Linked DNA regions of Mus musculus: all the other regions are linked to region 3. The links are chromatin contacts, called in public promoter capture Hi-C maps. All regions are on one chromosome and are shown on one strand. The core of a region is the stretch at or near the end of the contact, and the rest is flanking DNA. Distances in the headings are between cores, read along the strand shown. Region 1 holds the start of Dmp1 (dentin matrix protein 1). Region 2 has its middle 17 kb from the start of Dmp1. Region 3 holds the start of Gbp6 (guanylate binding protein 6).

What was found. Promoter capture Hi-C pulls out the DNA fragments that hold promoters and counts their contacts.
Region 1: a contact with region 3 is called in a promoter capture Hi-C map of pre-B cells, with 3 times the contacts expected there. The contact joins the promoter of Dmp1 here to the promoter of Gbp6 in region 3. A contact is called at or near these places in 9 of 39 promoter capture datasets (the 3T3-L1 cell line, the C10 cell line, the HPC-7 cell line and 4 more) and 1 of 9 other capture datasets (macrophages).
Region 2: a contact with region 3 is called in a promoter capture Hi-C map of the 3T3-L1 cell line, with 3 times the contacts expected there. The contact joins the enhancer-like site here to the promoter of Gbp6 in region 3. A contact is called at or near these places in 9 of 39 promoter capture datasets (the 3T3-L1 cell line, the C10 cell line, the HPC-7 cell line and 5 more) and 1 of 9 other capture datasets (embryonic stem cells).

What each region holds. Positions count from the first base shown.
Region 1 is chr5:104,201,140-104,204,094 of GRCm38.p6, forward strand. Dmp1 (dentin matrix protein 1) reads left to right here and starts at 1,478. Exons shown (of 6, transcript NM_016779.2): 1 at 1,478-1,573.
Region 2 is chr5:104,217,978-104,220,811 of GRCm38.p6, forward strand. No RefSeq gene overlaps it. Among named protein-coding and RNA genes, the nearest start is that of Dmp1, 17 kb to the left of the region's middle. Within about 2 kb of position 1,539, at least 9 of the 459 cell types and tissues checked have an H3K27ac peak or open chromatin away from gene starts, as enhancers often do.
Region 3 is chr5:105,292,407-105,295,203 of GRCm38.p6, forward strand. Gbp6 (guanylate binding protein 6) reads right to left here and starts at 1,293. Exons shown (of 11, transcript NM_194336.2): 1 at 1,220-1,293.

The DNA of each region.
Region 1 (2,955 bases), core at 228-2,727, 1.1 Mb before region 3:
CGTTTCAGCTGTTGTCTCCTTTTGACTTTGCTATCGAGTTGGTCCTTGCCTTGGGTGTGGGAATTTGTAGAGTCTACAGCAATGCCCTCCTCCCAACCCTTTCCCAGAATCCACTCTCACATGAGATTATAAGGTTCATTTAGGATAGACCTCAGGCAGGGCCGTGGAGCCACCAGAGAGTCTAATTCAGAACCAGAACAGAACACGTGTCCTTTAGAGCTCCTCCCCATGGACGGTGGCCTTCTGACCAACTCTGCATGAAAATAGCCTCCTCCTCTTCATATCCTGCCCCGCCGCCGCCCAAGTTTACGCTTACATTGTATAAATCTAATAATTTACATATTTGAAAATGTTTTCCAGGCTGTTATATCTAAAAAGGCAAGTGAGTCATGCAAGTGTTTCAGTCAAGGTAATTGTATACCCCAATCCATCCATTCATACAAAAATATATTTACTGAGGACTTATGGTGACCCAAGAATTGTCCCTGCCATTAGGGGCATTGTGGTATTGTGTGTACTTCACTTAACAAAACAAGCATCCTTACCCTTGGGGAAATTAAAGCCTGGTGCTGTATATTATATCATTGAAGCGTTTATTTAGTGGTATGCGATTGTTACTTGAGTATGCTCCTGAACAAGTGCCAAACCCACTTCCAGAACCCTCAGCCAACTTCAGCACACTCCTCAGAAAGACTCTAGCAAACAGTGTTTTCATTTCGGTTCTGGTGATGGAGTAGACGCTCTTGGCAATACTTCTCTGGATGTGATCCACCTAGTTAGCATTCCTCTAATTCAGTTCTGATTTCAAAAATTACTAAAATGTGCTAAGTAGTTTCAGGGGATAATGGAGCATTATTTTGTTGTTGTTGTTGTTAAAAATAAAAGTTACCGAAGGAGGCACTTTAACATTTCCTGTTCACATGGGATCGTGAGAATGGCACTTCCTTAGATCAGTAAGAATTTGGAGTCTTTGTGTATAGATGGGGTAAGGGGTGTTTAGTAGAGACTGTTACAAGAGGAAGAGAAGAAATACAAGGTCATATTCTCAACACTAACAACTTAGGAAAATGTAAACTTTTAGTAGCTTCCCTCACACACCACCTGGAAATAAGCACCAGCAGGAAGGTCTCTACCCGCCTCTGACTCGCCTTTCCCATCCCTGGGTCTTCTGGGATCTGTTAGTGGGCGGGAGACATGGTCATTGTTTATAATGCTCACAAGCCTGCATGGATGCAAAAGATATATATTTAGAAAGCAAAATAAAGCTTTAGGAAGATCTTCAATTTAATGGAAACTCGTCTAGTCATTTGAGAACCACAAGAGCTTTTTAGAGAAGGCCCACTTCTGCCAGCTGGAGGAAGTGTGGGTGTATGGGGTCCCGGTGACACCTGTGATGTCAGTCACCCCGAGCCTGAGGCTCATTGGCTCTGAGGAGCTGCAGCAGAGTTTAAATTCTGCACTGTCAGACAAGCCTTCTGAGCAGCAGCTGGAGAGTGGCTTCTCTGAGATCCCTCTTCGAGAACTTCGCTGAGGTTTTGACCTTGTGGGAAAAAGACCTTGGGAGCCAGAGAGGGTAAGGCCATTCCATCATTTAATTCTTAAAATGACTTTAGCTTTGGAGTTTAAAAATATGAAATACGAACATGTTACAAGGCATTGATTTCCAGAGGAAGATGGGGAAGAGCTAAGTTTGAGTAAAACCTATTCTTATTTTTGTTTTTTGGGGTCACTGTCACAATAGCCAATGACACTGATATTAAAAATGACATGGTAAGTCAAAAGAGCCAGGTGTTTGCCTGGTGATGCCTTAATTAGATCTCTGTCTAATTATTTTGAAAGAGAACATTTACTAAATAGGAGGCTGATGGGAAAGTCCTGTTAGAGTTTAGCTTTCATTAATAAAACACAACTTTTATCTGTAGGCTTCTTAGAGGTGGTGATGCGAAAGTATCTAAATCAGTGTAGCAAGTGTTTCAAAATGCAGACAGGTAACTGAATGCCTCTCAGCCTGGCTTATTCAGAGAATACGGTGGCCATTATGAATTGTGTATACAACTGAAAGGTGATCATGACAGTGTGGCTTTGGGTAGCTGGATCCTCATGGTAGTATAATGCTTTGCATGCAGATGGACTCCAATAAATGCTGAGTGGGATTACCTGTTAGGTAGGACACACACATACTACACACACATATACATACATACATACATACATACATACATACATACATACAAACAAACATACACACACATACATTAGGTAGGACACACATACACATATCACACACACCACACATACATACACACACATAGATGCACATGCACATACATTAGGTAGGAGACACACATACATACACATACCACACACACACACACACACACACCTCGTACCATATACACATATACATTAGGTAGGACATACACACACACCTATACACAGATATATTAGGTAGGACACACACACACACATACACACCTACATTACATAGGACACACATATACATTAGGTAGGAGATACATAAATACTACACACACATACACTCCCACCAGACATGATTTTACTCTGCATTACTTCACTTCATCAGTAGCTGGAATATCTATCCTTCTGACAGAGAGTAGCCAGGCCATGTGTCCTACGAAGTTCTGAAGACACCGAATGGAGAAAGTGAATTGTCCTCTGTGAGAGCAAAGACTCCTGGTTTCCTCAGGTTTCCGTTTGATTGACACTCTTGTGGCCTGCCTCTATTTAACCCTGTTGATTAAACACATGAGAACAAAGAATTTTCTGCAGATTCTTTAGTCTGTTTACTGTTCACCAAATGGTGATGTGGACCAGGGTGTCTCAGAAGTTTAGAGGTTTCTACAACCTGTATTTGGGGCACTTTGTGATTATCCTGCTGTGGAGGAAGGAGTATAATACTTGGGTTGGTAGCAATTGTCCTAGAGACACTCACAA
Region 2 (2,834 bases), core at 289-2,788, 1.1 Mb before region 3:
AGGTTGTCTTTTGAGGGGAAAAAATGAAGAACTATTTCCACCATTTTCTAGAAACTGTGTGTGTGTGTGTGTGTGTGTGTGTGTGTGTGTGCACAGGTAGGGGGCGCTGTTGAGAGTTTCCCTTTGGGAATAGAGCGTGCTTACTTTGCTTTTCAAATAGGAAATAATCACGTGAGCCATGCAGGAAATGGCGGCCCACTCACCGGGATGCAGAAGGTTCCTGATGTCATTTACCCAGCAGCAGACACAGTTTGGCCTCTTGGCTATGCTCTGAAAACATGGACAGTTTTCATAGTCGCAGTCAGAGTCATTTTTACGTGTTTATCAATATACATGTCTTCTCCTGTTTTATAGTTTTCACATCCCCACAAATTACCCAAATGATCTTTTCATCTTTCTTCTTTTCCCTTAACAATATTAGTGGTGAAGCTGCAAACATTTTTGTGCTAATATCATTTTGCTGATTGCCAACCTTAGATGCTCTGTTCTGAATTAACTAAGCAAGAAGAGCACCCCTAATCCAAAATCCATCAAGATCCCTTACAGTTATTCTTCTCGCCAGTCTGGGTGGAGAAACAATCACACAGGATCTGGAGTATCTTCTACGCAAAGTACGTTTAACTAAGCTAGGTTTTTTGGCTTGATGCTGATAATTTGGTGCTACCATGTGAGAGCAAAAAACGCAGCTCACTCAAAGACGACACAACAATTCCTAAATTGCAGCCTTTCCAGAGTTCAGTGTAGAGTTACAAGTTAACAATATCATTATGATTTTAAAAGATGAACATTATCATTATATGTAATTGGAACCAACCTCCCTCCCTCCATCCCTCCTTCCATCCCTCCCTTTTCCCCTCCCTTCTTTCTTTCCTTCCTCCCTCTCCCAGGTTTGCTTCAAGTTCACTGTGCAGCTCAGGATGACCTCTAACTGTAGACCATTCTCAGACTGCCAAGTAGTGGGATTACCTATGTACACCACCATACCCAAATCTTTATTTCTTTTTTTAAAAAGTATGATTCTTCATAAATCTTCCATTCCTGAAGCTAACGTTTGAATGAAAATGACCCAATGGTGTAATTTCTACAATCTCCAGAAGATGGCAGCATTGCCTGCTGTTGTAGCCTCTGAACATCCGGACCCCTTCACCCCCATCCCTGAGGATCACGGGATCCAGAGCACAGGAGGTTCTTATATTGGAAGGTCCTGGTCCTTTATCTGTCACCAATAACTTTATATATTCCCGTGCATGCTGTCACAATCTCTGTGAGTTCATATGTGTGTCAGGCTGATATGTGAGGAAGACACCATTTCCATCGCCTCTGCCTCTCAGTCCTTCTGCCTCCTCTACTGTACGTAGCAAAAATCAATAATTAAAAAAAAAAAGTTAAATAAACGAACACCCCGCATCAACTCTCCTTTGCAAGTGTCCACTTTATTATCGAAAAAGCTCCCACTGTTTAAACTAAAGTCTGGTGTTTTCATCCTCTGAGTCGTTTTACCTGCCTGTGAGTAGATGAGGGCTTAGGATACACCAGCCCTAAATTTGCCGTTCAGATGACGCCGCTGCATCAACTGTGTGGGGATAATGCTCACTCTGCTCTCACCTGTCTCTTGAGAGCAGAAGAAAAAGTTCATATGTAAAAGATGCCCTTGCCAAAAGGAAAGGGTAGTGCTTATCGAGGGAAGCAGGAGGAAATGCCTTTGACATTAACCTCATTTTCATTGTTACTTCTCTACCTGGATAGCTGCCCTCCTCGAGCCCCCTTGCCTTGTTCTGTCCCCTCGACTTTCTACTCTGTGCAATTCAGTGTTTGTGTTCAACTCCATACCTCCGGATCTTCACTCCCCTGCTAGGTTCTCAGGTCTGGCTGAAAAACCCAAGTATAGAGATAAAGTTTTGCTTTCCTCACAGAGGCACACAACATAGAGACAGGAAGCAAGAAGCACGATTAGGAGGTTGCCATGGTGTGTTAGTTAGGACTCTTTAAGCGATGGAAAGAATTTAAAAAGTAAATTATCGCGGGGCGTGGTGGCGCACGCCTTTAATCCCAGCACTTGGGAGGCAGAGGCAGGCAGGTTTCTGAGTTCGAGGCCAGCCTGGTCTACAGAGTGAGTTCCAGGACAGCCAGGGCTACACAGAGAAACCCTGTCTCGAAAAACCAAAAAATAAAAAAATTTTAAAAAGTAACTTATCATAAGGAAACTAGAATGAAATACAAGAAGCCCAAGGAGGGAGACATCACTGGAGCTCTGCTTCCTGCTCCCAGAGCTCCGCCTCCTGCTCCCAGAGCTCCGCCTCCTGCTCCCAGAGCTCCACCTCCTGCTCCCGGAGCTCTGCCTCCTGCTCTGGGTCTGTCCTCTACCTTTTGTATGCTTCTCTCCTCTTCCTCAGCCACAGGCATTTCCTACTTTTGTTGACATGTATGGAGAGAAGCATGGCTACCAACATCCAGACACAACATATCCACCAACACAGATGATTTCGGTTTTCGTCAGGTCTAGGGAAAGATTTTGCCTTGCCTAACTCGGACCGACCCAATGTTATCAGTGGGACAAGATCCAGTAACTTAAAATGGGTCTATTGAGCACACACTTAGAAAAAGGCAGTTTCCAGATGTGAGTTGGGGTGCATAGATCCAAGAACGTGTCTAATCCACATCAGGACCTAGACAGAAGCCATAGCGTGTGATTCCATTGTGACATGGTGACTTGGTGTGGCAGTGATAAGGTGATTGGTGTAATGGTGACACAGTATCAAGCTGGTGTGGTGTCAAGGTTCCATGGTGTGTCAGTGTTAAGGTGTACGGTGACATGGTAACATGGTGTCATGGTA
Region 3 (2,797 bases), core at 43-2,542:
AATGCTGTTATTTTTAAGAACTACTTGTTTTTGTTGCACAACAATTCTATAGACCCATTGTTTCTTATAACATGTCTTTGACAAATATTGAGGAAGTGCCAATCAAACCATACACACAAGGACAGCTACCACACAAAGCAAAAACAAATCCATGTAACCCAGAATTTAGACAACTCAGGTGTCTGTACTCTGTGGCTAAGAATACAGAATATTACCTCATGGGAAACAGTCCTCGCTTTTGAGAAAATCAATACTTATGTCTGATCTAACAGCTCTTCTTTGATTACAACACAAACAAAATAGCAAAGAAGGACTTGGATGGACCTTTGAGCTGTAGTGATCATGGCAGCTGTGTTCACAATACCCACATTGTGGAGACAGCCCAGACTCCCACCAACAGATCACCAACAGATGCATACATTAACACAGTCTGACAATGTGCACAATAGAATATTATTCAGCCAAAGAAGGGAATAAAATTAACTACTGTACACAACTTTGTAGACCTTAATAGACTTAGGCTAGACACAGACTCCTACAGGTCAGACAACACATAACCTGCCTCCCCTGCCCTGCCCTCAGTCCCAGATGAGCATGAGGACATTATGCCAAGGAAGGAGAATGTGCAGAATCTCCAGAAGTTAGATACAGGTGACGTCACTTAACTCCAGAAACCAGGCTCTCTGCAGCTTAGTTCCATGTATGAAATAAGACTAGCAGCCCAAACAAAATGCACATAGCACTACGTAATCTCTACATCTCACATACAACATAAACATCAATATAGAACTGGATTATCTTCTTACACTTAATTCAAAGTCAGTGAGGTAGGAACTAAGTTATTTCCAGATAGATGTTTGCCAAGCTCTTGTGCTGAGTTTTCCTCACACGGTTCCTCCACAGAGACTTTCCTCTGCCTACAGTTGCCTGTGAACCAGGGCAGGAGCTGTTGTGGTCCCAGCTGAGGCAGGACCAGGGCTCTTCCCATAGTTTGTCTAACAGAGCAGGGCAGCCAGCAGTGTCAGGCTGCCACTTTGTATCTGTCCTTTATCAGAGGAAAGAAACTGACCTCCTAGACCTAAAGCCAGCCACAGCCCCCTGCAGACCAGAGAGCTCATAATCTGCCTCCCTTCCCCCTCCCTCAGTTGCCCCTTTGACTTGGAAATCAAGCTGAGGTCCAGACTAAGTTGCTCCTTAAAGAAAGGAAAAGTAAATATACCTGGTCCCACAGCACAGGTCCAAGTGCAGTTCTCAGCTGCTGCTGCCTCCTCAGGCTCCCTTCTGCTCTCCTCCCTCCTGCTCTCTTTGCTCCTCTTTTATGTAAGCTGACCACACACACACACACAGAGAGAGAGAGAGAGAGAGAGAGAGAGAGAGAGAGAGAGAGAGAGAGAGAGAAGGAGTTAAAAGAAATCACATGCTGCAGCAGAAACAAAACTGAAAGTAAAATAAAATAGGCCATGTTAACTTGGCCAAGACTGGAAAGGGAGGTCAGAGGTTCCTGTCTATCCCGAAAAGCCAGTGTGATACTCTGTTGCAGCCAAGGGACAGCAGGCCTCCACTGTGGAATCTGTTTACCTTCTCTTTCCTTGGAACCCATTTCCAGTTTCCTCCAGCCTTCTTGGCACAGATAAAGCACAGTAAAACCCAGGCAGCCATCAGTGGAAATTACAAAATCCGGGAGTATTGCAAGTGTGCTTCTCTCAGGGGAAATTCCCAGTGCTTTCTGATCAAACATGTTTAATGTTTTAAACATGTGTTTTCTAAAGCAGGAACCATCCCTGTTGCCATTTCTTCTGGGCTGCCCCACAATTACCTGGCAACAGCCAGGTGGGCATGACTCACTATAAAAGGGGCTGCTTGTACCCTCACATACCCCCCTCTCTTGCTCAATTGTCCTCTCTTCCTTTTTTACCCTCTTTCTTCTCTGTCCCTCCTCCTCCTTCCTCCCCTCTCTATCCCTCTTTCTTTGTCTCTACTAACCCCTCAACTCCCCTCTCCATGTCTTAAATAAACTGTATTCTATACTATACAATTGTGTGGCTGGTACCTCAGGAAGAAGGTAATGCTTCAACACTGGCCCTCAGAGGTACCCCTTTTCACCTCAACATACCAGGTATGACGTTTGTATATTCTTGGACCAGAGGGTGGCACCATTTGGAGATGTGGCCTTGTTGGAATAGGTGTGACCTGGTTGGAATAGGTGTGTCACTGTGGTTGTGGGCTTAAGATCCTCACTCTAGTTGCCTGGAAGTCAGTCTTCCACTAGCAGCCTTTGGATGAAGACATAGAACTCTCATCTCTGCCTGTGCCACGCCTGCCTGGATGCTGCCATGCTCCCACCTTGATGATAATGGACTGAACCTCTGAACCTGTAACCCAGCCCCAATTAAATGTTGTTTTTTTATAAGACTTGCCTTGGTCATGGTGTCTGTTCACAGCAGTAAAACCCTAACTAAGACACCAGACAGCCACCAAACATATACCTGACTTCTTTTTCTTTTCATAAAACACAACAGTCAATTTTAAAACCTGATTTTAAAAGAAGCAATTAAAGAATAGTAAGTAGGAGTTGTGTTCAATATAGAAGCTAAGAAAACTTCAGAGATGGAAGCTGAAAAATGAAAGCTTTAATTTCTGAGCCCTTAGGGAGGCAGACTGGGGTCTGAACTTTGTCCCTGATGGGAGATTGAACACCATTTGTAAAGGATGAAACACAAAGCAGGGGGGAGCTGTAGAGTGATCCATTGTGATTTCACAGGAAGGATTAAACAAGGGAGTACCCCTTAGAGGCGGT